Regions from separate parts of the Mus musculus genome. Here regions 2, 3, 4, 5, 6 and 7 are each linked to region 1. Evidence: chromatin contacts called from public ChIA-PET, Hi-C, HiChIP or PLAC-seq, Micro-C and promoter capture Hi-C data. All regions are on one chromosome and are shown on one strand. The core of a region is the stretch at or near the end of the contact, and the rest is flanking DNA. Distances in the headings are between cores, read along the strand shown.

What was found. Promoter capture Hi-C pulls out the DNA fragments that hold promoters and counts their contacts. Hi-C and Micro-C count contacts between places; a contact is called where the count stands out from the background. ChIA-PET counts read pairs in DNA pulled down with a chosen protein or histone mark. HiChIP or PLAC-seq counts read pairs in DNA pulled down with a chosen protein or histone mark.
Region 2: a contact with region 1 is called in a Micro-C map of embryonic stem cells, with 8 times the contacts expected there. The contact joins the promoter of Capzb here to the promoter of Hp1bp3 in region 1. A contact is called at or near these places in 1 of 39 promoter capture datasets (pre-B cells), 1 of 484 Hi-C or Micro-C datasets (embryonic stem cells) and 1 of 115 datasets of contacts at active chromatin or transcription factors (bone marrow-derived macrophages).
Region 3: a contact with region 1 is called in a promoter capture Hi-C map of liver, with 3 times the contacts expected there. The contact joins the promoter of Micos10 here to the promoter of Hp1bp3 in region 1. A contact is called at or near these places in 1 of 39 promoter capture datasets (liver) and 1 of 115 datasets of contacts at active chromatin or transcription factors (bone marrow-derived macrophages).
Region 4: an RNA polymerase II ChIA-PET map of memory CD8 T cells shows a contact between it and region 1, with 28 read pairs. The contact joins the promoter of Cdc42 here to the promoter of Hp1bp3 in region 1. A contact is called at or near these places in 2 of 39 promoter capture datasets (liver and pre-B cells), 1 of 484 Hi-C or Micro-C datasets (embryonic stem cells), 3 of 115 datasets of contacts at active chromatin or transcription factors (extraembryonic endoderm stem cells, memory CD8 T cells and pancreatic cancer cells) and 1 of 9 other capture datasets (adipose tissue).
Region 5: a contact with region 1 is called in an RNA polymerase II ChIA-PET map of memory CD8 T cells, with 16 read pairs. The contact joins the promoter of Tmco4 here to the promoter of Hp1bp3 in region 1. A contact is called at or near these places in 1 of 115 datasets of contacts at active chromatin or transcription factors (memory CD8 T cells) and 1 of 9 other capture datasets (adipose tissue).
Region 6: an HNF4G HiChIP or PLAC-seq map of pancreatic cancer cells shows a contact between it and region 1. The contact joins the promoter of Hspg2 here to the promoter of Hp1bp3 in region 1. A contact is called at or near these places in 1 of 39 promoter capture datasets (liver), 1 of 484 Hi-C or Micro-C datasets (embryonic stem cells) and 1 of 115 datasets of contacts at active chromatin or transcription factors (pancreatic cancer cells).
Region 7: a contact with region 1 is called in a Hi-C map of CD8 T cells, with 6 times the contacts expected there. The contact joins the promoter of Otud3 here to the promoter of Hp1bp3 in region 1. A contact is called at or near these places in 1 of 484 Hi-C or Micro-C datasets (CD8 T cells) and 2 of 115 datasets of contacts at active chromatin or transcription factors (bone marrow-derived dendritic cells and memory CD8 T cells).

What each region holds. Positions count from the first base shown.
Region 1 is chr4:138,215,358-138,217,870 of GRCm38.p6, forward strand. Hp1bp3 (heterochromatin protein 1, binding protein 3) reads left to right here and starts at 1,255. Exons shown (of 13, transcript NM_010470.3): 1 at 1,255-1,383.
Region 2 is chr4:139,191,642-139,194,154 of GRCm38.p6, forward strand. Capzb (capping protein (actin filament) muscle Z-line, beta) reads left to right here and starts at 1,258. Exons shown (of 9, transcript NM_009798.4): 1 at 1,258-1,387. The coding sequence starts at 1,385.
Region 3 is chr4:139,129,858-139,132,370 of GRCm38.p6, forward strand. Micos10 (mitochondrial contact site and cristae organizing system subunit 10) reads right to left here and starts at 1,256. Exons shown (of 4, transcript NM_001163006.2): 1 at 1,065-1,256. The coding sequence starts at 1,128.
Region 4 is chr4:137,356,505-137,359,017 of GRCm38.p6, forward strand. It overlaps Cdc42 (cell division cycle 42), which reads right to left and starts at 1,255. Exons shown (of 6, transcript NM_009861.3): 1 at 1,142-1,255.
Region 5 is chr4:138,971,648-138,974,160 of GRCm38.p6, forward strand. It overlaps Tmco4 (transmembrane and coiled-coil domains 4), which reads left to right and starts at 1,258. Exons shown (of 17, transcript NM_029857.3): 1 at 1,258-1,640.
Region 6 is chr4:137,467,548-137,470,060 of GRCm38.p6, forward strand. Hspg2 (perlecan (heparan sulfate proteoglycan 2)) reads left to right here and starts at 1,256. Exons shown (of 97, transcript NM_008305.3): 1 at 1,256-1,377. The coding sequence starts at 1,315.
Region 7 is chr4:138,912,712-138,915,224 of GRCm38.p6, forward strand. Otud3 (OTU domain containing 3) reads right to left here and starts at 1,257. Exons shown (of 8, transcript NM_028453.2): 1 at 899-1,257. The coding sequence starts at 1,116.

The DNA.
Region 1 (2,513 bases), core at 5-2,504:
ACCTACTAACTCAATTCCCAGGAGTGCAGACAATCCTTAGACATCTGCACACACCCGGAACACATACAAACAGGTACACACACATATAAAAAATTAAAAGATGGTTTTAAAACAGAATTCTTCAAAAAGACCAAAATCCCTTTTTAATATTTAATTTTTTTTTCATATGACATACTTGATCAGGTCCCCTCCTCTCCAAATCCTCTCAGATCCTCCCCATAAATCCCTTTGAAGAGATTGCCCATGATCCCAGTGTTCAGGGGAATGGGTGATGTCACTAGTACAGACGCTCACCAGGGAGGAATTTTTGGTGGGGTGATTTATTTAATCTTCTTAGAACCCTTGGAGTTTCAGCCACTCTGGCAGGTGGAGAGGACTGAAAGTGTGTCTAATTGGTTTCCGTAATAAGCGCTTTGATTGACCTGCAGTTGCGGTGCCATGCATGTACCAGGCCGATACCCACAAGACTCCGGCTACTTGAGGTACATTGAATTTTTCCAAAGTGGCTTTGAAGAACTACACCTGCAATCCTTCATTTCCTTTTCCTTCTTTACACAGGCTCTCGTGCATTCCAAGCTGGCCTCAGGTTGGTTACCTACCCAAAATGGCCTTGAAATTTCGATCCTCTTGATGCCACCTATTGAGTCTGCGTCATCACACTGGGCTCTAGGTGCTGGCGATGGCACCCAGGGCTTTCTTCAGACTAGACACATACTAACAACTAAACTACTTCTTCAGCCCCAAGAACTACAATTTTCAAAGGCGGTGGTGTGCACATTACATGAATAGGCAGATCTCAACGTAAAGTGCCAAATAAAAGGCGACTCCCTTCTAATTCCGTGGTTTCTTTTGGGTGCTGGGGGTGGGGAAGCTGTCTGTGCATGCAAATCAAGAAGCTGGGGGCAGCCCGGCTCACGCATCTTCCAGGCCGTGTATGACCAGTCCTTGCTCACTACACTGCCAATTCCCTGTGGACTCAGGAAGTGGCTGTTGTTGTCTAGCACCGTCTTCCAGGGCTAAAGGGAGGCTGGAACCCCAAACCCGAAGGACTCGGGGTCGGAGACAGAGACTGCGCCGAGCACGCAGGACGCAGCCAGGAAGCTAGCGCTCCCAGCCACGCTCTGCCTCCCGTCGTCCGCCGTTCCCCCCCACCTCCCCCACGAGCGCCCTGTCGCGCCCCTGCGCGCCCGCCCGGGGACCCACTTGGCGGGCGCGCGCGGGGGCGGGGCCGGCGCGGGGGCGCGCGCGTGAGGCCGCGGGCAGGGGGGCGGGGCGGCAGAGCTCGGTGCCCGGCCTGGAGGACAGCGGTGTCGCGAGTCGGCGATCGGTGGTCCGCGGCAACGCCGAGAGGCCGTACGGGAACGCGGGCGCCGGAGCTCAGAGGTAACGCGGGATGGACCCGGACCCGGCGCGCAGGGAGTGGGCGCGAGCTCCGTGCGCGAGTGAGTAGCGGAGGGCCACCGGCCTGGGCGCTGACGCCGCTGCCCGGGCGCAAGAGGCGGGACGCGGGCACCGAAGGCCGGCGGCTTTTGTCCGTCCGCCGCGGCCGCTGCGCCCTCTCGCGTCGCGCCCGCCACCCGGCCCCTGCCCCTGGCGCGCGGGCCACTCGGGCCCCGCGGCGCGCGCTCCCGCCCTTGTTTTGTTTGGACTTGGGGAGGAGGGGCAGCTCTTCTCGGGTCGGGCCCACCCCCCCTCCGTGCTTGTCTCAGTGCGCATGCTCCGGCGTGCGCCGCGGAGCCCTATTGGCTGCGGGCTTGCGCATGCTCCGAGGCCTGTGGCCCGACTTCCGCCGCGCCCTCCTCCCCTCGGCCTACTGTCAACTTGTCTTCAAGCCCGGTTCGAAAGATGCCGGCACTAGTGAGTGGCTGCGGCGGGCCCGCCCTCCCGGCTTCTCCGCCCCCGCCGCCGCCGTGGCCGCCATTACGGAGTCCCCAGTGGTGAGTGTGCAGAGCTGAGGCCACGCCGGTCGCCGCTGGTCGCCGCCGGGTCCCCGCAGCCAGGAGCGCGGCGTGGTCTCTGCGCGGTACCTCCGCCGCCGCCCTCAGCAGTCCCGCGCCCATCTTACTCCCCACTCCCGCTAGCCCTGCGCTGTCACCGCCACGGCTCTCTGTCGCGCAGCCGCTCGCTCCCGCCTTTGTCTTCGCTGCTCCTCCGGGCGATGCTCAGCCTCTGGGCGCTGTCGCTTCGCTGCTGTCGCCGCCGCCGCTACCCCGACGGCCTTGCGCTTCTGTGTCCCCCGCGAGCCTACACCTCCCCCGGCCTCCGCCGCGCTCCCCAGGCCGGCGCAGGATTGTCAGTGGCAGCCGTCTTAAGCCTAGGCCCGAGTCGATCCAGACTTAAGCAGGCAGTTTTCCTTAACGCCCTTGAGCTAAACCCTCCTTCACAGCCAGAAGTGCTCATGACTTCTCCCCCAGGCTGCTTTACTGCCCTTCTCCGACTGCCCGTTGCTTTGGAGAACGAGTCTTATTAGACCTGGACCTCATACGCAAGCATCTTAGACGTGAAATGTGTCT
Region 2 (2,513 bases), core at 8-2,507, 980 kb after region 1:
TTCCTGGAGGTGAAATCTTACCCACAAGCCATATGCCATCATGGGCTATTTTGCTCAAAGCTGTAATTTCTCCAGCCTGCTTCCTACACAGTGCTTGGCCAATAGCTACATGATAAATACTTCCGGTGTAATGACCTTCTAAGTGCCACTCCCTTCTCTGAACTCCTGTAATATTGGTCTATGTCATTCTTGAGAGACTTACCTGGACGCTTTCTTTGCTGGTGGCTGTCCCTGCAAGCTTTCACTTGACTATAAGCTCAGAGGCCTAGGGCACAGTTTCCCCTCAGATGTTTTCTGATCTCTTCTCAGGACCTGATATGACTCTAAACGGAGGGTGAGCAAGCCGTGTAGGGGGTTGTTATAAACAAAACGTGCAATTCTAGGGCTCCTGAGTTCTAGATAACAAAACAAAATTCACTCTTTTGAACAGCAAATTTCTGGTTGGGGCTGCAGTTAAGTGGAAGAGCTTAGCCTAGCCTGCCTGAGGCTCTACGTTCAATCTTCAGACCTGAAAACAAAGAGGGATTTCTGAGTCACTATATGATTCGAGAGAGATACTCATTTAGGGAAACGGGCTGATTCTCTGTACATAATGTAAAAAAGTATATGAAACAGCATTTATTGAACCCAAATGTTCTAGTCTTCTTACCCGGGTCTTTCCCACAACTACTCTGGTAGCTATGAAGTGCAGGCAGGGATCCTTATGGCTTATTCACTTGTCATCTTTTGGTACCTAAAAGCTGCCCGCCTGGTCCTGATAGCAGGTGTTCAGCAACAGGGGCGGCAGAGCCGGCTTCCCCATGCAGGTTCCGCTCGCTCTGTAGGGGCCGGGCCTCGTCCGGCGCACCAGTTCCGGGTCCGGGTGGGTTGCGGAGGGCCGGTCCCCTCCTAGTTTCGGCGCCTTCCGCATCCTCCGCCCAGGGGAACCAGTGAACCGCTCCACCCTCAGCTAGCCCGCGTCCTGCAGCTGCGAGAAGCGAGGCTGACAGTCAGAGGAGGGACGCAAGTAGACCCAGTCCCTCCGGAACGCCACAGCCCTGGCCGCGCAGGAGCGTTGCGCCTGGCCCGCCCCTCCTGAGACAGGACACGCCCACTCGACCACAGGGCCTGCCCCCGTCCCCGCCCCCCGCGCGGCGCTCCATACTTGGCGATCGCTGCGGCCCCGCGCTCTCATTGGTCGGGAGCTGGCGGCTGGGGGGCGGGTCGGGCTGGCCGGGGCGGGGAAGGAAGGTGGTGGCTGCCCGGCGCGGGGGGGTGGGGGGGGGAGGGGGGCGCTGACCCGGATGTTCACTCTTGGGCACCCGGGGAAGTGGAAGCGCAGGGCCCTGCTGCGGGGGGGAGAGCCACAGACGCCGGGACAGGGACCGTCGCCGCCGCCGCCACCATGGTAAAGGGACCCCTTCACGGCTCCATCCCGGGACCCCTCTCACCGCCGGAGCTCGCGTCCACTCCTTCGCCGACCCGCCCGGCCCGGGAAGGGTGGGGATCCGGGGTGGGGGAGGGGCGGGGTCCCGGACCCTAGGCAGACGCCACTCTTCGGGTCCGGAGTGGGCGGCGGGAGGCCCTGATAGCCTATGACCCCGCCCTGGGCTCCATGTGGAGCCCAGTTCTTCTCCCTGCAAGTCCAGGCTAGTCTCGCCTATCCCAGGCTAGACCTTCCTTCCTTCAGGGGCCAGGCCGGGCACCCCTCTCGCAGGCCTTCATCCCATGGGCTGTACTTGGGCTCCTGCCTCGGCCCCAGGGCCCAGGCTAGGACCGTGGTTCTCGCTCCAGTGGTCCAGTCTAGGTCCCCTTCCCCCAAACTCTTCTCCTCTCCATGGCCCCAGTCTGCACCCCGATAAGCCCTTTCCAGTGAACTCTGCCTAGGTTTGTTTCCTTCACCGTCATGGAATCTTCTCTCTGCGGTCGGTCCTCAAGTGTGGCCTCTCTACTCCAGCTGTGTTCCCCCCCTCCCTGCACCTCCCTGTCCCCGGCCCTAGCCGTCCCCTTCCCCCGACTTCTCACGACTTAGCCTAGCCTGCGTCAGCCCTTCGCTGCTCTCACCCTCCCATCTAGACCCTGCTTGTTCCGTGTCCTGCTCCTGACCCAGGTGTCCCCTCTCCTGTTCCTAGGAGGCTCTTTCTGGGCAGCCTCTGGCGAGCGGGGGAGAGCCCCAGCCAGGGTGGGGGTGGTCTGGGTACTGAGCCTTTCCTAGGTTTGCCCCTTTCTGGGGAGGCCGCTTCGGTGTGAGTGAGCAGGCGAGCGAGGGAGAGAAGGGCGGCATCTGTATGCCCGGAAGGCAGAACAGGGCATTTCCCTTGGGAGGGCCTAGTGGTAGTGCGGCTAATAGAGCGCGTCTTGAGGGGTGCCCTGCCTGAGTGGGGAGCAGAGTGCTGACGGGTTGGTAAGCCAACTGGACAGGGGTGAACTCACAATTGCTCTTGTGAGGCCGCAGCCCTGGGGCTAGGGGGACACGGAGCTCAGCAGCCCAACCTACGGCCTGGACACGATGCATCCTAGCAGGCGCAGCCTTC
Region 3 (2,513 bases), core at 6-2,505, 910 kb after region 1:
GTGTAGTGGTGCACACCTTTAAATCCAGCAGAGAGTGTCTGAGTTCAGGGCTAACTTGGCTGACATAGTTTTCCTGGCCAGCCAGGTCTCCATAGTGAGGCACTGTCTCAATAAATAGGGCAAAGAGCTACTGAGGGAGGGAAGCCACTCATCATCGATCTCTGGCCTACACACCAATAGCTGCAGACAATCAACAAGAGAAAGATGGAGTGGACGAGGATCAGCAGAGAGCCTGAGAACCCCAAGGAAGAAATCCTGGGGGGGGAGGGATTCTCAACTATGCCACATTATCAGCAACGCGATTTCAGGCAAGCTCCTTCACCGAGCTCCAACTCACGACGAGACAGGTCATTTCCGAGCTACCGTGGCGAGCAGCGCGCCTAACATCTGCATCACCATCACTATTATATGGGACACCCCCGCCCCCCGAGCCTCCTTCCCCGACCCCGTGACCTCACAAAGTGTGTCGTCACAGGACGCGTGTCCAAAGAGACAACCTGGACTACCGAGGGGGCCGGCGGTGGCCGCGATCTATCTGACTGCGGCCATTCTTCCGGAGAATAACCCCCGGCTCCAACTGCAGACCCGAGGCGGGTTCGGATCAATGAGGCCGGGCACGACCGCAATTGCCAGCGCGGCCCGACGGAGGCGGTTAAGCGCCTTCTTCTATGACCTTCTTCCGAAGGCCGCTTGCTCCCGGCTGGGGAGCCGTCTGCGCTCCGGCCGGCTGCTCGCCTAACCCGGGGGACATGGGGCATGGAGTGACAGAGTTTCCCGGCGCGTCCCGCACGCCTTCCCACTCCCGGAGCACCGCTGCTTCCCCGGGCCTGCACCTCCAGCCACCTCGGAAACTCCCGCGCCCTTCGGCCCGTTGTCCTCGCCGCCCTCGTCGCCCTCGTCGCCCTCGCCGCCCCGCTTGACAGTCGTCACCTGTCAGCGCCCCGCAGCTCAGCGCGCCCCGCCGTCCAGACAGCAGCAGGCCGCGGCTTGACCCCTGCGGCTTCCCGTCCGCGCGCGGGCCGCTCGGCTCCAGCCCAGGGCCTACCAGAGGCAGATGAGCTCACCTAGCTTCACGACCGTGTCGGCCATGCACCGGTCCCACTTTCTGCCCAGCTCGGACTCCGACATGTTCCTCACTGGCAACTCCAGCACTCTTCACGGCCGGCCCCCGCGCTCCTACTGATGGCAAGTCTCGCGAGAGCCGGCCGCCACCATAAGCTTCCGGCCGGAGCCGGCGCGCCAAATATCGCGGGATCACATACGTCGTCCCTGGCTTCCGGCTTTTCTTCGCTCGGTCGTCAAGGTGACAGGTTGCCTGGGAGCCGGAGGTGACCCTGACCTTGGAGATAGCGGAAGGGAAGCGAAGACTGACTACATCCAGAGTACAGAAGGCCTTGTCTTTCCTGGGTTTTTCATATTTGTACATAATTATTTTGGCCATTGCCCTCCTCCCGTTCTACTGTTGCCCTCTTTCATCCTCCATTTTATACCTACTGAACCCCATCTTCCTCATGTGTGTATGTGTATATATGTGTGTATGTATATGTATACATGTATATATATAAAATATACGTATATTATATATCTATATTATATATAATAAAACATATAACAAATAAAATAATGTGTGTGTGTGTGTGTGTGTATATATATATATATATATATGTTATATACTTTGTTTTTGTTTTTGTTTTTTTTTTTTTTTGAGGCAGGGTCTCTCTGTGTAGCCCTGGCTGTCCTGGAACTCACTCTGTAGACCAGACTGGCCTTGAACTCAGAAAACCCCTGCTTCTGCCTCCCAAGTGCTGGGATTAGAGGCATGTGCCACCACTGCCCGGCATGTTATATGAGGGTTTGGTTTTGTTTTCTGTTTCTCTGATTGTCTCTGTTTTGTTTTGTTTTGTTTTTCAGAGACAGGGATTCTCTGTGTAGCCCTGGCTGTCCTGGACCTGGCTCTGTAGAGCAGGCTGGCCTTGAATTAAGAGATCTACCTGTCTCTGCCTTGTAGGGCTGAGATCAAAGATGTGCACCACTCCATCCACAGTTTAATTAGGGTTGTCTGCATGGCCACAGTCGGGGAGTATTTATTTGAGCATGAACGACTTCCATTCAAATGGATTTAAAAACAACCCCCCACCCTGCTGCATTTTATACAGAGTGTGTGGGTGCCTGCGCATGCCCTATAATGGCACATGTGGGAGTCAGAGGACAGCTAGTGGGAGTGGGTGCCCCTCCACCCTGTGGGTGCCAGGGACTGAACGCAGATCACCAGACTTAGAGGCAGTGCTATTACTTGCCGAGTGACCTAAACAGCCCTAAAGCGCAACCAGTGTTACTTTATAGATACTTCTTTTCTTCCACCCACTCAACCCCCTAACACTAGATAGGCGATAAGAAAGGATAGGGCAACAGGTGACGTTATCATTAGACTGTTTCCTGCTGATGAGGGGCATTGAGTTCCTTGGAGCAAGCTTGATCTTCTCCAGCAGAATAGCTAGTTTCTTATTGTTTCT
Region 4 (2,513 bases), core at 5-2,504, 860 kb before region 1:
CTCCTGCAATTCACCCGAGTATATAGCCAAGGGGTCCTTTAAAGATCATACCTACACAAGTGGCTGCAGACAGTGTATATTCCCTGACCAAAATAACTTAAACCTAAGATTTTGAACCTTCGGTATTTTAGGTGCATCTCAGGCAGCCTGAAGACAGGCAACAGGATTTCAACAACAACAAAAAAAAATTGCCACCTTACTCTGAACCAATGTGCTGGGTTGACCCACAAAGGCCGCAAGATGCTGTCTTAATTTGAATAGCCCTGACTTGTAGGAGTTAAAACTCTCACCCCTTATGCTGCGATGACGTAATCTTCCACACTGAATTTCTCCCAGAGTTAAAGGGGTGGAAAGAGGAATTTACAAAATAGTAATAATAACCGACAAAGAAAATTTCCTGCTAGGAACGAGGAACTGAGTAAGTGGCCAGGCGGGGTTTCGGGAGGTGCTTAGGCAGGTCCCGGATGGCAAAGAGGCCGGCCCCGGCAGGAGAGCCCCGGGAGCCGCGGGGCAGGAGAGGACACGGCGCGGGGCTGGAGACCGCCGAGGGGCGCAGGCGCAGAGCCGCCCGGTCCGTCACCTCGGCCCCGGCCCGGCCCGGCCCTGCGGCCGCAGTTCCGCTCCCCTCCCCCGCCAGCCGCAACGCGTCCGTGGCGGGGCCGGGGAAGCAGGAAGTCGAGGCCCACAACGGAGAGACAGCCCCCGGCCTCCGACCCCGGTCCGGACCGGGCGTCTCCCACCCCGCGCCCCGGGGCCTCGGAGCCCGCGGGCGGCCGGAGGGGGAGGGGAGCGGGTGGGATGGGTGTGCCCGGTCCTCTCGCCGCCGCCGCCGCCGCCGCCGCCGCTGACAGCTCGGCCGGGCTGTGCCCTCGGCCGCCGCCATCCCCGGCCGCGCCGCGCCGCCATTCCAGCCCTAAGCCTCGCCGCGACCCCGCCTCGCTTCCCTCAGAACCCGGGCCGGCGGGCGCACGCGACCCCGGCAAGCCCTCCCTCGCGGCCCACCGCCCGCAAGCACCGGGATGCCCCTGCCCGCGAGCATCCTCGAGAACCGAGAGAGGACGGGGGGGGGGGGGACACGCGAAGGGGACCGGGCGGCGCAGAAGACGCTCCCGCAGGGAGGCTTCTCGGGCCCCGCACTCACCTCAGCTTCTCCGCCGGGGCGTTGGCAGCACTGCGCGGGGCCTCCTCGGCTGCCGGACAGGGGCACGCGCCTGACGTCAGCACGCAGGGGACGCATGGTTGGGTGCCCGCGGAAGTGGGAGGGACAAAGAGAGAGAAGGGGCTGAGGGCGGCTCGGGCTCCGCCCCTTGGCGCGCACGCGCGCGGGCTGCGTTCCTTGCATGCTCTGGTTGGCTCTCTGCGCCTTTTAACGGTATTTTTTATCCGTAATAAAACTATGAACAATGATGTGCACGGTGTTGTAACTAAAGTTTATTTTGAGTCTTGCAACTTCGTGAAGAAAAGTGTTGTAAATATGTTTTACTTTTATATTTTTGTTTATTTTATTGAGACAGGGTGTCATTATGTAGCCCTTGCTATCCCAGAATGGCTATGTAGACCAGGCTGTCCCAGAACACAGCAATACTACTGCCTCTGCTTCCAGAGTTCTGATATTTCAAGAAATGTACTACCATGCCTGAGCTGTCTCTCTCTTTTTTGTTGTTGTTTTTTGTTTTTTGACAAGAGTTTCTTTCCATGGGTAGCCCTAGCTGTATTGAAACTTGCTGTGGAGCCCAGGCTAGCCTGGAACTCAGAGAATCCCTTGCCTCTGCTTCCTGGGTGCTGGGATTAAAGGTGTGCATCACCATACCCAGGCTACCGGGTTTGTTTTGTTTTGTTTTGTTTTTAATAACTTGAGACGTGATCTCGTTTAGCGCAGCCTGGATTTGAATGCTTAACTAGGTACCAGAGGTTGATCTTAAACTGCTAAGCCTCTACCTCCGAAGTGCTGAGCTTATAGGCGTGCCCCTCCATAGCCTGCCTCTTTGCTTCTCTGAGAGAGGAAGTGACTTGCTGTGCACAGCTTTATCTGTCTGTTTTTGGAGTGGGAGTTGAGTATCACCCTCGGTTTTGTTTAGAACTAAAGACTTTCCCCCTCAAAAAAGTCCTACATTTACTGTCCCTGAGTGCTCTCCCCTGGCCCCTTTGGTTGGATCTGACCTATCAAATCCTTCTCTTCCCTGTCATCTCGGCGCCTGTTGAATAGCTGCCTTCTCTGGCCGTGTACTAGCTGCTGGAGAATAGAGAGCCTAGCCTTCTGTCAGATGCTCCCCAACATTAGAGGAACCTTATCTCAGTAATGTTCTCTTGCGGGCTGGAGATGTAGCCCAGTCGGTAGAGAGCTTGCCAAGAATGCACGAAGCCCCACGTTAGTGCCTCTACCACATTCATAATCCAAGCTCTGAGATGGATGGCTGTAATCCCAGCACTTGGGAGGTGGAAGCAGAAAAATCTATGGTGACCCTTGGTTGCATAGAAGATTCAGAGTGTCCTAGGATACAAAACATCCATTC
Region 5 (2,513 bases), core at 8-2,507, 760 kb after region 1:
ATGTGGCTATGGACTAAAAGCAGAGGAGTCACTCGCAGTGTTCTCCCTGCGTCTTTACTGTCCCCAAACCCCACCTAAGCGATCACTTTGTTTTGAGTATGTCTTCTTTTCTAAAACTATTTTCCATATTGATTTTCTTTATCCATTGTGATTCTGTTTTCCATTAGAGAATGACCGTTTTTTTTTAACTTTCAGAGTTACATTTATTTTTTTTTAATATCAAGAACTTACTAAAATCAACTTATGCTGAAATTAAAAAAAAAAAAAAAACGGCAGCTGTCTCACATCTGAAAGGCTAAGGTAGTTAGTTGCTCAGGCTGAGGCTGGCTACTTCAGCTCAGGACCGCTTCTTAATCGGTGGCCTCTGGTCACTCCAATCCTCCATTCCTCATAGACAACAATAGGATCTTTTAAAATTCCATGATATTTGCGGGGGGCGGGGGGAGCGTGCCACCTTGGTATGGTTATTTCCCCAACTTAGTGATGCCCAGAATCTCAGCTAGAATCCTTCAACCCTCCACAACTGTCCTTTTTTGACCTACAATAACCTCCTAGCTCTTCTAGGTCCTGATTGGCCGATAGAGAGATCAGGTGATGGAGGCCCTCTAGCGTTCCAGTCGGATCCTGAGTCATAAGGCTCCCTGCTGGAATGCCGCACGTCTCATCTGTCCGCTCGAGAACTTTTTCCATTTCCAACTCCAGCCTATCTTCTCCAGGGGAAAGAGCAACGACGTCAGAGGTCATGGTGACTCAGATTCCAGCCCTGACCAGGATGGCCACCTACTTCCTCACCTGTAGATTAGGTGTGATGAAATTTCACAGGTTGCCTGGGCAACCAAGAGCCGGCTCCCAAATGAGGAGAGCGGAGGATGAGGCATGGGAGACAACCCCCCCTTCCATTCTTGGGGTCTTTAAGTTCTAGTGTGGGATACCCAGATTATAAATTGGCAAACAGGAAAACAATCAACTTCAGTGTTAAATACTACGATTAAAATATGGGCCCGAAGGCCTGGTGTGCTAATCCATAACCTTGCTGGCACGTAGTAGGTGCTCAGCAAATACTTGTTCAAAGACTAGAGCTGAGTGGGTGGCTAGTCTAACAGGAATGGAACCCCAAAACGGAGGCCCGTGGGACGGAAGAGCCACGGGTGCAACGACTGGCGAGCATTAGAGAAAGTGAAAGAACGATCAGAAGGCGTGGGTGTTGCAAATTTCACCGAGCAGTGTGCACAGGAGGGGGAGGCACCTTCTGGGACAGGCTCTTTTCAAGTGTGGCGGCAAAATTTGGAAGCTTCCCCTTCAAGTGTCTGCTCGAACTCCCCTCATGCCAGCCCAGCCCCTGGTGAGCACTCTCTGCAGACCCCTCCTGTGCCCCGCGCTCTCGCTTCCTGGGGAGCGGGAGACACAGAAGTGCGGGTCCCGTCCCAAGGCCAGCACCCGGGCGATGGCTTTGGTGGCTTAGGTGGCGGTGCGCCCGGCCCAGCCCGGAAGGCCCGGGCCCTAGGGCTGCGCAGGCGGGACCGGCCCGGGCCGGTGTGGGGCGGCTGGGCCAGGGAGAGAACAGGCGGGGAGCGCCAGGGCGGGAGCTGCGGGGCTGCCAGAAGTTCTGCCGTCGTCCCATCCGTCGCTGCCGCCTCCAGGTAAGCCCGCGGGGAGCCCCGATCGTCCCCACGCCGCCTCCACTGCGCTTCCGAACCCGGAAGTGCTCTCGGGACTCCTGAGTAGCTGGAGGGGAAACTGATGCCAACGAGCATGCCAGCGGCCCCCGCCTGCCAGCACAGCCCAGGGCACCGGTCGCTGGGTTTGAAGGGAAGAAAGGACCTTGCTCAAGGTCACGCAGGGTCACTGGACGCCCCCTGCGTACTGGGAGCTCCAGGCACCCACTCCCACCCTCTGTGTCTCCAGACTCAGTTCCCCGAGGCCTGGGAAGCCCTAGAGTCCCGGAAAGGCCCGGCCCCTTCCTGCTGTGACGGGGGCGTGGCTTCTCGCCCCGCTGCGGGTTTTTACAGAGTAGGGGACATTTCACATTACAGGTTTTTACATCCGGGAAAACTGAGTCTGGGAACAATGGGATGATTTTGGCCAGGACCAGGCAGTCAGAGCAAAGAGGTTAACTAGGGTGAGCTGACTTCAGAGTTTGACCCAGTGTTAGGTTCAAAACTGGCCTCCATGATGTCCTTGTCCTTGCCAGGGGTGACCCAGAGTAGAAGCTGGGGCTGGCTAAATCTGCAGGTTTGATCCTGAGGCCACTGCTGCCTTCAAGTAGGAGGGAACACACCCCTGTAGGGCTTCCCAGGACGCCACTCACGGGGTATATTTATTGAGCACCTACTATGTGTCATCGTGTAGGCTCTGAAGACACAGTAGTGAAGACTCCTCAGGGTGAATCAGCTAGGCAGAAAGACAAGGCCACCAAAATCCCCAATTACCCAGTATGTTTGAGAAGTCAGGAAGGAACCCAGGGCCCCATCCTCCTAGTTAGAACCCTACCAAACCGCCTGAACCTCTGGGCA
Region 6 (2,513 bases), core at 6-2,505, 750 kb before region 1:
CCACCCATTAGCCTGGGGCTTCCTGGAAATTTTCAGTCAAAAAAAGGGGACCCTGGGTAGGTGGTAAAGACACACCCCAGCTCCAGGCTTGTGTGTCTGCCCCTGGGATGCAGCAGGGTTGCCTCAATGCCAGTGACTTGGCAAGAACACCTGAGACTGAGGCTCTGGAAGAGCCTTGTCTGAACCTGGGTATACAAAGTGATACATCTCTGGGACTGATGTATGTGAATCAGAGTGGGTCTATGAGTGATTCAGATCGTCTGTGGCATAGGGGTAGGAGCACCATCTTGTCCAGTATCACGCACTGGGATGAATGTGTGGAGGAAAAATGTAGAACATATAGGCTGGTGAGTGTGTGAAAAAGCACATAAGCCCTAGCACAAAATGTGTGAGGAACTGGGTGTGTGATTGGTGTGTGATCCAGACTAGAGAGAGAACTCAGTGGGAAGAGATATTTGCCACAAAGCTCTGTTACCTGAGTTGGATCCCGGAACCCACATGCTAGGAGACCATTACTTTCCAAAACACCTCTGAGCTCCACATGTGCACTGGGGCATGTATGTAGGCGCACGCGCGCGCGCGCGCGCACACACACACACACACACACACACACACACACACACACACACAGAGGTACAGAAAACAAACACAATAAATAAAAGCCACTTTATAGCTTGTTGGGATGCTTGAGTCTGTAGAAAGGTAAACAAAAAGGTAAACAGGTACATGGAGTGGATGTGAGCAGCTGAGTGCATGTGAGATCCCCCTCTCTCGAAAACTGCTGTGCACTCCGTGTGGAGCACGTGGTGTGAAGGAGCGGCGTGTGCGGAGGGCTCGAGGCCCTGCCAGGTGGCGTCTCAGTCCTATCCCACACTCCAAGCCACGTCTGGCGTGGAGCCGGTTGGGCCTCATCCCACATCGAGGGGGATTGGGGCCCAGACAAAGGCACAGTCGGCCGCGCCGCTCCTCCAGAGAGCCTAGCTCGCGGCTAGGAGGCGGGGGCCGCCGCTGAGGGGGCGGGGCCAGGTCTTGTTAGGGGCGTGGTCTATATGGTCAGGACGCGTTGCCTCGGGGGCGGAACCTGGTCTTGTGGGGTGTGGCTAAATGTTTGGAGGTGGGGCCTAGGGCTCCTGAACTTGGCGCCTCGGGGGCGGAGCCGGAGACCCGGGGGCGGGGCGTGCACGGGAGGGCGGGGACGGGAGTTGGTTGGGGGGGTGGGGGGTGGGAAAGAGGCGAGCAGTCCGAAGGACTCGGCAGGACAGCGAGCTGGTGGCTGCGGGAGGCGCCGAGCGAGCCAGCGAACGAGGCCGGGCCATGGGGCAGCGGGCAGTGGGCTCGTTGCTGCTGGGGCTGCTGCTGCACGCGCGGCTGCTAGCGGTGAGTTTGCGTGACCGAGGGCCGAGGGCGGGGGGCGCGCGCCAACTTGGCGGGGCCACCGGAGGCTGCTCGGCTGGGACTCTGGCCCGGGACGGCCGCGCCCGCGAAGGACCCTGGGCTGGCACTGGCCAGCGCCACCCTTGCAGCGTGGGGCTTTCCTAGGGGACGTCCCAGGGATCCAGCGTGGAGGTCAGGGGCCGTCCCCGCAAGCGTGGAAATCGGAGGGTCGCCGGCCACGTTGTTCAGGCTCAAAGTCGCCTCTGGGCATGGCCCGGCCTGCAGTTCTGGCGTGTGGGGGGGCTGACGGAGAAACTTCTAGCAGGGTGGGAACTTGGCAGGACAAGGGTATTCCTTTCTGCTGCCAACTTGGCAGAAGGGGCAGTTCATGGTGATGGGTACCCTGTCAGTCGTCGCTGGAACTTTACCATGCTATCCTCTGGGGGGAGATTATGATCAGGCAGTCAAAAGTTAAAACTTGGAACAAAACTAAGCCTTGTGTGGAGCACCCCATGGACCCTGGAGTTTTCTAAGCCATAAGCTAAATCAATCACTGCGTTGCACTGAGCCTCCGTGAGACCTGCAGAGAGCTAGTTAACCTCTGGGAGGTAGTCCCACGTGGGTAAAGGGAACTCAGAATGGGAAGCCTCAGGGCAGAATGGGCCTGGATGGAATGAGTGCTGGGTGCAGCGCTTACTACAAGCCAGCCCAAGAGCAGCTGAGAGTCCCCAGGATTCTTCCACCACCTCCCAAGTGGGATGCTGTGTGTGCTCCTTCAGTTCTGCCCTTACCCTGAGCTCACAAGGGGCCACAAGGAGGAGAAGGGAACTCTTGAGTCAGGAATCCTAAGACCTGGAAGGCACTTGGCAGGAGAGGCCCAGAGGACCTGAGTGACCTCACGGAGGACAGGGTGGAGTTGATGGACCCGGCAGGCAGAGGGTGGAAGATGAGGGTGGGGTACCTCTGGGCCCTGCTGTGGTGAGCCACAGAGCCCAGGTGCTCCTAGACAGTCTCTATCCCTGTTCCCTGTTCTTGGAGCCAAGAGGGTGACTTTTCCAACTAGGCCAGTGTTTACCCAGTGACTGCTTCTCTGTCCTTGCCTGGCTGGCTCTCTATCACCTCTGCCCTCTTGAGTCACT
Region 7 (2,513 bases), core at 7-2,506, 700 kb after region 1:
AAGGCAGGAGATACAAATGGGGTTAGTTTATTGAGTCTTGATCAATAAAATTCAGCGTAGTGTATCAAATGAAGAAAATACTTTATGTAGTGGGACAGAGGCACACATCTTTAATCCCAGCAGATGGCTATGAGTTTAAGGGCAACCTGGTCTACACAGGGGATTCCCGGCCAGCCCTAAGACTACATAGCGAGACTTTCTCAAGAGGGAAAGATTGGTTTGGTTTTGTTGGGTTTTGTTTTTTGAAACCCTGTCACCCTATAGCCCAGGCAAATCCCCCAGTCTCATTGCCACATCTGCCTTTGTAGACTCCTTAGCTGTATTCCATTCTTCCATGGCTCAACCTGACCATTCCTAGAGGAGAACACACTAACAGTGCCTCTTGCAACAACACACCTAGCAGGCAGGCTCCCTCGGACCTGCTAACCCGTTCCTCTCCCCGTTTCTTTATTCTTTTCCTTCTCTCTCCCCACGTTCCTGGACCCATGTCCCCGTTCCATTAAGTTGCTTCCCCTCGCCTTCCTCCGTTCTGTTTCCAGCTGCTACTCTTGTATCCGGCTCCCAGAAACAGCTGGCCCGGGACTCTCATGCCTTTTACTTGGGGAACCCAAAACGTGGGAAGCAAGCTCTGTGGAAGCTACCTTTAGCTCTCCGCCCTCGATACCCCAGTGCAAAAGTGGGCGAGGACACCCAGGAGGGCCAGCATGACACCGAGCGGGACCTAGGTCCTTTCCCATTCGGCTTCATGACAGCTGCACCTCGAGGTCACCTCTCAGACCCGCTCGGACCCTCGGGGGACCCTGCCGCAGCGTTCCACCAAGCCTGACCCTTGCTTCCCCCTCAGCGACCGGCCCTGCGCATCCCCAGCGCCGCTTCCCGCACTCCCGGCCCGCCTCACCCGTCCCCCGGCACCTCCCGCAGCTTCAGCCCCAGGGCCTGCAGTTGGTTGGCGAAGCTCACAAACTCTTCTTCGCAGCCGCTGCCGCCAGGATCGGGCCGGTTCCGCCGCTCCTTGGCCAGCGCCCGGCGCGCCGCCCGCTCGTCCCGCTTACGCTCCGCCTCGGCTCTGCGGCCGCCGCTGCCCGGCCGGCTCTTCGCCGCTTGCTTTCGGGACATGGCTGCGGCGGCACACGGCTTCGCCGCGGAAGGAGCCGAAGCCGGAGCCGGAGCCGCAGAGCCCGGGGCCGCAGCCTCAGCCGGCCACCGGGCGGAGCGGCGCAGGGGGACGACGCCTGGCGACAGCGGCGCGGCCACTGCGCCGGCGCGGTCGCCTGGCAGCCAGGTCACGTGGTGGTAGCTCCGCCCCCGGGGCGGGGCCAGCAGGCACCATAGAGAAAGATAGGAAGACTAGAGAAGCACCTGTTTTGTTGGTTATTTTCTGCCCCCTCGTGGTGGGTAGTGCTCAGTGAGGCGCAGTGGGACCAGACAGGTCAAGGATGACTGAGGATGTCAGAAGAGAGGCAAGAGCAAAAAAATGCGGAAAAGAAGGAAAGGGTGACCGGGCCTGGTGGCGCACGCCTTTAATCCCAGCACTTGGGAGGCAGAGGCAGGCGAATTTCTGAGTTCGAGGCCAGCCTGGTCTACAGAGTGAGTTCCAGGACAAGGAAAGGATGATAAGGGAATATGTTTGTCTAGAATGCGCTAATCCGCAATCAATTACAAACGCCTGCGTGCGTGCACAGACCCTTTAAAAACTCAGCCTACAGTAGCTAGGGAAATAGCTCAGTCCATATAAGTGCTTGCTCCATATGCCAGGTTCGACCTGAGTTCGGATCTCCATCACCCACTTTAAGAAGGGTAGGCCTGTCAGAGAGCCCCTGTGATCCCATCCCTAAGGAGGAAGAGACAGCCCACTGCACTCACTGCCAGGCAGTTTAGCCAATCAGTGAGCTACAAGTTGGCTTACACTTCAAGATCAGCATCCATCCTTGGAGGCCATCAGGACAGGAACTCAAGCAGGTCTAAAACCCCCGAGGCAGGAGCTGATGCAGAGGCCATGGAGGGCGCTGCTTACTGGCTTGCTTCCCCTGACTTGCTCAGTGTTATGTTTTATAAAACGGCAGTATAATGTGGCGGCAGGAGAACCTCAGCAGGCCCATTCCTCTGAGGACTCACCACCATACGACAGGCCTAGAACAAAAGGAAGTTTATCGAGGGAAGGGAAGGGAACCTGGAAAAGGAGTAGAGGCAGAGAAAGGAGGGGGACAGAGAAGGACAGAAAGAGAAGAGAGAAACAGAGGTAGGGTCCAGTCAGGGATATGAGAGAGAGAGATTATGGTTAACAGTGGTCTTCAAACCTGGCAGGGAGAAACGCAAGCTGTTGCTAGGTAACTGTTGGGCAGAGCCTAAAGGAATTGACAACACGCAGCCTGCTTTCTTATAGAACCCAGGACTACACGCTTAGGGATGGCACCACCCATAATGGGCTGGGCCCTCCCCCATTGATCACTAATTAAGAAAAGCTCTACAGCCAGATCTCATGGAGACACTTCCTCAACTGAGGAAGCCAAATA